2 separate regions of the Mus musculus genome follow, and region 1 is linked to region 2. Evidence: chromatin contacts called from public Hi-C data. All regions are on one chromosome and are shown on one strand. Each heading gives the region's core, a stretch centred on a gene start, on an enhancer-like site or on the middle of the called end of the contact. The rest is flanking DNA. Distances are from core to core; before and after follow the strand shown.

The links. A called contact is a pair of places that touch in the nucleus more often than the background predicts.
Region 1: a Hi-C map of the N1E-115 cell line shows a contact between it and region 2, with 4 times the contacts expected there. The contact joins two enhancer-like sites. A contact is called at or near these places in 2 of 39 promoter capture datasets (the 3T3-L1 cell line and cranial neural crest), 1 of 484 Hi-C or Micro-C datasets (the N1E-115 cell line), 4 of 115 datasets of contacts at active chromatin or transcription factors (the NIH/3T3 cell line, differentiating embryonic stem cells, embryonic basal ganglia and 1 more) and 1 of 9 other capture datasets (embryonic stem cells).

What each region holds. Positions count from the first base shown.
Region 1 is chr12:109,749,653-109,752,548 of GRCm38.p6, reverse strand. No RefSeq gene overlaps it. Among named protein-coding and RNA genes, the nearest start is that of Mir3072, 3.2 kb to the right of the region's middle. Within about 2 kb of position 1,483, at least 3 of the 459 cell types and tissues checked have an H3K27ac peak or open chromatin away from gene starts, as enhancers often do. A contact at or near this core is called in the N1E-115 cell line, where this site is marked.
Region 2 is chr12:108,952,298-108,955,400 of GRCm38.p6, reverse strand. All of the region lies in intron 2 of Wdr25 (WD repeat domain 25), which reads right to left. Among named protein-coding and RNA genes, the nearest start is that of Wdr25, 60 kb to the right of the region's middle. Within about 2 kb of position 1,425, at least 50 of the 459 cell types and tissues checked have an H3K27ac peak or open chromatin away from gene starts, as enhancers often do. A contact at or near this core is called in the N1E-115 cell line, where this site is marked.

The sequences.
Region 1 (2,896 bases), core at 234-2,733, 800 kb before region 2:
TCTTGTCATCAGATGCTCTGCCTACATCCTGGGTTACTCTGCACCTTCCGACCTCATCTAGGGTTCCCCCACAGAAATCTTGGTCCTCAGGTGCACATCAGCCCTTAAAAAAATCATGGCTTTGGGGATTGAACTCAGGGTATTAGGAAGCACTGGATAGTTCTACCACTGGGCCATCTTTCTATCTGCCTGGGAGGGTCTCTTGATGGCCCAGGTCTACCGCTGGGGGATCGCCTGCTCCCCCAGAACCATCCAAGGAGGTTTAGTTGGAACCCAGATGCTGATTGGAGCATAGTGTCTTTTCTGTTTGAGGGTTTCTGTCCCTTGCTAGGGGTACTTTGGAAGGGTATCTTGGGAAGATGGCTTGGGAGTGCACAGTCACCGGATATAGGCAAGCTTCAAAATTCGACTCTGTGTTTTCGTGAGGAGTCAAGGGACACTGTTGTCTGATTCTGGACTGAGGGGTGGGGGTTGTAACAGTCTATGAATTAACCTTAAAGAGGGTATCCTAAACTCAGTGAGAGATTTGGGGTGGAACTGTCAAGTCAGTAAGAGCTTTGGAGGGAGCCACAACCCAATGAGAACCTTAAAGGGGGTGCCCAACTCAAGAAGAGCCTTGGAGGGAGCCCTCAAGTCAAAGAAAGCCTAAAGCACTGCCAAAAAAATTTCCCCTTAGTTATCCTGTTTGTGAGGAGGATGGAGTTGATCCCAATGTGTACCTAAGGAAACTGAGGCTGAGATGAGAAAGCCAGAAATACCGGTGGAGGATAACACAAGGAGAGCCCTGAAGTCTATACAGTCAGGCAGGCAGGCTTTATCTACTTATTCATTTCTTTATTTTTAAAGATGCATTTTATTTTGTTTATTTTTTTTTAAACTTAGGTTCTTCAGCTGCTGGGCTTATTTTTATTTAATGTGGGTACTGGGAATCAAACTGGGTCTTCTGAAATAAGGCATGGGTGTAGCCACTGAGCCGTCTATCCAGCGTCAGACACCACTTTCTTCTCTAATTGAGTGTGTGTGTGCGCATGCGATCGTGCACGTGGAGGTCAGGGTTGATTGACATGAGGTGCCTTCCATCACCGTGAGCTTTCACAAATCTTCACGTTGCATTTGTTTGTTTATCTTGTGTGCATGCATGTCAAAGCAAGCATACGGAGGAGGTCAGAGGACGGTGTGCTGACATCAGTTCTCTGCTTCTACCATGTGGGTTGTGAGAATCAGACTCTGACTTAGACATGGGCACTAATACTTTTTTTTTTGGTTATTTTATTTATTTATATTTCAAATGTTATGCCCGTCCCAGTTTTTCCTCTGGAAGCTCCCATTCAACCCCCTCCCCCTGCTTCTATGAGGGTGCTCACCAAACCACCCACTCACTCCTACCCTCTCCTCCTTACTATTATTCCCCTACGCTGGGACATCGAGTCTCCACAGGACCAAGGGCCTCCCCACCTATTGATGCCAGCCAGATAAGGCCATCCTCTCTGCTACATATCCAGCTAGAGCCATGGGTCCCTCCATGTGTACTCTTTGGTTGGTGGTTTAGTCCCTGGGAGCTGGGAGGAGGGGTATCTGGTTGGTTGATTTTGTTGTTCTTCCTGGGTTCTTCCCTACTCCTTCATTGGGGACCCCGTGTTCAATCTGACACTTGACTGTGAGCATCTGCATCTGTATTGGTCAGGCTCTGGCAGAGCCTCTCAGGGGACAGCCATACCAGGCTCCTGTCAGCAGGCACTTTAATGGTTCTCCACACGATTTTAGTGTGTGTGTGTGTGTGTGTGTGTGTGTGTGTGTGTGTGTGTGTGTGAGACATTTCTCTCACACACAGTCTGGAGATTCCTGACTTGGCTAAGCTGGCTGGCCATTGAGCTCAGAGATCTCTCTGTCCTTGCTTCCCAGCATGCTGAGGTTATAGACTGTACAGGTACATACTACTGTGACTGCCCTTTTACATGGGTCCTGGGGCTCTGAGCTCAGGTCCTTATGCTTGCATGGAAAGTACCTTACTGGCTGAGCTATTTCTCCTATATACTGGTGTCCTTCTGCTGGGGAGCCCCCCACCTCACCCTATCCCATGTGGGTTGGAAAGGCCACCTTCTGCCTGTCATGTCTGTCAAGTGCATGATCATTTTTGAACTGTTTTTCAAAGGTGCACTCAGTTTCTACCTAAGAGACCTGGGGAAGGAGCTAGAAGTCTGAGCTAGAAGTCTTAAGGGGATGGGGGTAGCTGGAGACTTCAAGGGTCTCTCTGCTGGTCTGATTAGCTGTAATCAAAGCCACCTTACAGGAGGGACAGGAGACAGGCTATCTCCCAAGCCTCAGTTTCCTCCTGTGTCACAAGCAGCCATCTATGAGAAGTGCCACCAGGGGGCTGCAGAGGGACGCTAGAGGGGCAGGTGCCCCCACCTAAGCCCTCTCAGCAAGACGGGGGCTGCCTGCCTGCCTGCCTTTGTCTTGACAACAGGAAGAAGGGGGGATGGAGTCCAGGTCCCCCTCCTCCTGCCCAGCTAGCCCAGATGAGGTGGCTGTGTGGGTGGGCGGGCAGAGGCTCTGGGGAGAACAGTGAGTCACTGCCGGCCAGAGCCTGAGCGGAGCGTGTCCCTCCCGGCTGGAGAGAGCGGTGGCGGCAGGTTTCATGGGTAATTATGTAATTTATGAGTCTCCTGCTCCGGGCTCTGTCTGAGTCAACCCTGCCGAGTCGTGACCAAGCTGAGGCCCAGCAATGAGAGGCGCGTGGGCACAGGCTGTATCCCAGGATCTGGCCTCTGCCCTAGGGGGTTCAGCTTGTACAGATGGAGCTGGAAGGGGGTGGGGCTCATGAGACCCTAGAAGGATAGAAAAGGGTATCTTTTCATGTCCCCGGCACTTGAATCAGACTATGGGGCTGGTAGTG
Region 2 (3,103 bases), core at 176-2,675:
AAGCAGGGGGGCGAGAGCACGCATGGTGCATGTCTTTCACTCAGGCAAACACGGTCTGCTTTGGGGGGGGGTTGGCTTTTGTTTTCTTTGTAGTTTTGTTGTTGATGGGTTTTTTGTTGTTGTTGTTGTTCTTGGTGGTAGTAGTGGTGGTGCTTCTGGTTTGTTTGTTTGTTTGTTTGTTTGTTTAGATAGAATCTTACCATATAGTCCTGGCTGACCGGAACTCAGAGATCCACCTGCTTCTGCTTCCTGACAGCTAGGATTAAAGAGCACACCACTGTACCTCACTTAAAGTATGTGTGTGAGGGGGAGGGGGAGGGAGAGAGGGAGAGGGGGAGGGAGGGGGGGGAGACCCAGAGACCAGGGGAAATGAGGGAGGGATCAGATAGGAGCTAAGTACAATGATATACACATATAAAATGTAATTAAATCCATTCATTTATACATTAACCAAAATTTACTCTTTACACTTGCCCCCCACACGGCTCCCTCGCCCACTCAGTCTGACAGTCTATCCTGCCCCCAAACAGCACATAGCCCCCCATCCAAATCTGCCTGTGCCTCCACCTGCCACTGCAGCTCCTAGGGAAAGTCCCCCAAGCCCACACCTTGGAATGTCAGAATCTGCTAACCAATGACTAAGTAGACTGTTGAACAGAGTGCCTCCTGTGTGTTCATGACGGTGATGCCAGAGAGTTCTGGAAAACAGAGTCTTGTCTCTGGCCTGGTTTCAGGACCAAATCAGGCAGGGCTCTGTCTGTCTGCCTTGGCTGATTAAAGTGATGAACAGGAAGTAAGCACAGGCTGTTTACTGGCCCCACACCGAGTCCTCTCAAAATGCCAGGGACTGGGTACTTTGACACAAATTCAGCAACAGCATCTTTAATCATTTCAGGGTTAATAAAAAATGTCAATTATGTTTGTCATCATGGTTATCCTGGGGGAACAATCCCAGCACAGACAATCTTTGGCCAAATGACAGCCTGCACTATTTGTCACAGGTCCTTCCAGCTGCCTCACTGATGAATTAATCGAGTTGGTTGCCTCCCCCTGGCCAATCCATTCATAAATAATCAGAAGTAATATGGATCTCGCAAATAAGCCTGACCTGCAGATCGCTATCCCTAAAGAAGAAAGGCAATAAACATTAGGGACAAGGCTCCAAGTCCATCTGAAGGAGGACACCTGCTGGGGAAGCGCCAGGCTCCCCCACACGGGCAGCACGCAGCACGCCTGTCTGTGCAGTGGAGTTCTTCTCCTGTGGAGCTCAGTACAGGTCCCCACAGGGCACAGCTTCTGCATCAGGCTCATCAGCCTCTCCCTGCTCCCACCCCCCAACCTCATTATGGGGCCCCATTCTACAGCTAACACAAAACAGGAGCTCAGAACAGCCTGGAGAGGCAAGCCTCCTGGGGACTAAAAGCCAGGTGTCTAGCGCCACCCTGCTGCCCACAGCCAAAAGGGCTGGCTGAGTGCTGCTGGTCTCCACTGGAGTAGGAGGGGTTCGCAGCCAAGGAATCCTGGAGTGCTCTACTGGGCAGGAGCAAATGCATCAGAACACTGCCTACAACAACTGCCTTCAATGTGCAGCAGGAAGTGGAATCCCGGGGGGAAACACTACCTTCTACCCCTGAGTTACTTCAAACAATGCTCTCAGAAAACCTGCCTCAATTAAACATTCTATCAAAGAGTAGCGTGACAGGAACAGGACAGGACAGCTTTCTACATACAGCTCTTCACACGGAGTCCTGTCTCGGAGACATGGATCTGAGCCCTGGGACAAACTTCCCACCTTCCCCCCAGCACCTGAGCACACTCTGACTATCCCTGTTAACACCAATGCTTTACCAAATCCTCAGACATTCAAGTCATTTGTATTTTCAGAGAGAACACGGACAGCGAGAGATATCTGCGAGTATTCCCGGAGCTGATGTTAAAGCTGTAGCAATTCAAAGGGTTAAGCTGAGCATAACTCCTCAGAGATCACTGTTAGCTTTCTTGCCTTGCTGTCACATAAAACGTGTCCACCCCCACACGGCAACGGGGAGATGCCAACTGTCCTTCCAGAGAGTTCTGTTGCAAGTGAGAAACCCAGATGACACACTTCTTCCACAGCCCAGCAGTCATTAGGTTTACAAGTTCGCTTTCATGAGACAGGCAAACCTTTATTCTGACAGCTTCCCTCAACTGCTGGCAGGCCTAGCTCCTTCCTAAGCATTAAGATCTCATGAATGGCTACAATGGTGGTACATACTGTGCCAGGCTGCCATTCACTCAATCCTATTGGCAGCCAGCCATGTGATATACATGTGAGATGGGACCCGTGGATGAACCTGACCAGCCAGGGATGCCCAGGCAGAGCCTCCATGTTGAGAGTATCTGCCTGAGTCAATGCATGACAGCCATGGCTTACACATGCTACTTATAACCAGCAACCACCCAAGATGATGTCATGCCATACATCACCAGCAAGTAAAGGGCAAGAGGAGAAGTGGCACCTTCCTAGGACACAGTCAGAAAGTGCCCAAGAAGGCTCTGGCCCACTGCTCCATGCCACACTGCTGGGCTGTCTCAGAGCAGGGTAACCTGATCACGAGCCAGAAAGCACAGGCCTCAAGAGAGGTGCTTGAAGTAACTACAATTTAGAAGACTGACTATGCTGAACTCAAATCTTAGCTCTGCCTGTTACCAGCTGTGTGGCCCTAAGCCTCATACTATACCTCTCTGAGTCTTCCTTTTCTTAGATATAAGATAGGGAAAATGTATGGAACTTTATGGGGTGGCTAGAAGATTAAAAAAGGCTAAACATGATGTAAAGCCACTGGCCTGAGCCTTCTTAGTCAACTGTGCTAAAAACTGGCTTCAGAAGAATGAGCTTAAGAGTCAGACCCACATCCCAGCACTCGGGAGGCAGAGGCAGGCAGATCTCACAGAGAGAGAGAGAAAGAGACAGAGAGAGAGAGAGGGAGAGAGAGAGAGAGAGAGAGAATGAACCAGACCCACTGCCAACCCCACCCTCCAGAGCAGACCATCCAGTTGGAAGATGGTGGATATGGGGGCTAAACCTGCAGGCCCTAGGCTGGCTCAGCTCCCCATAGCTATG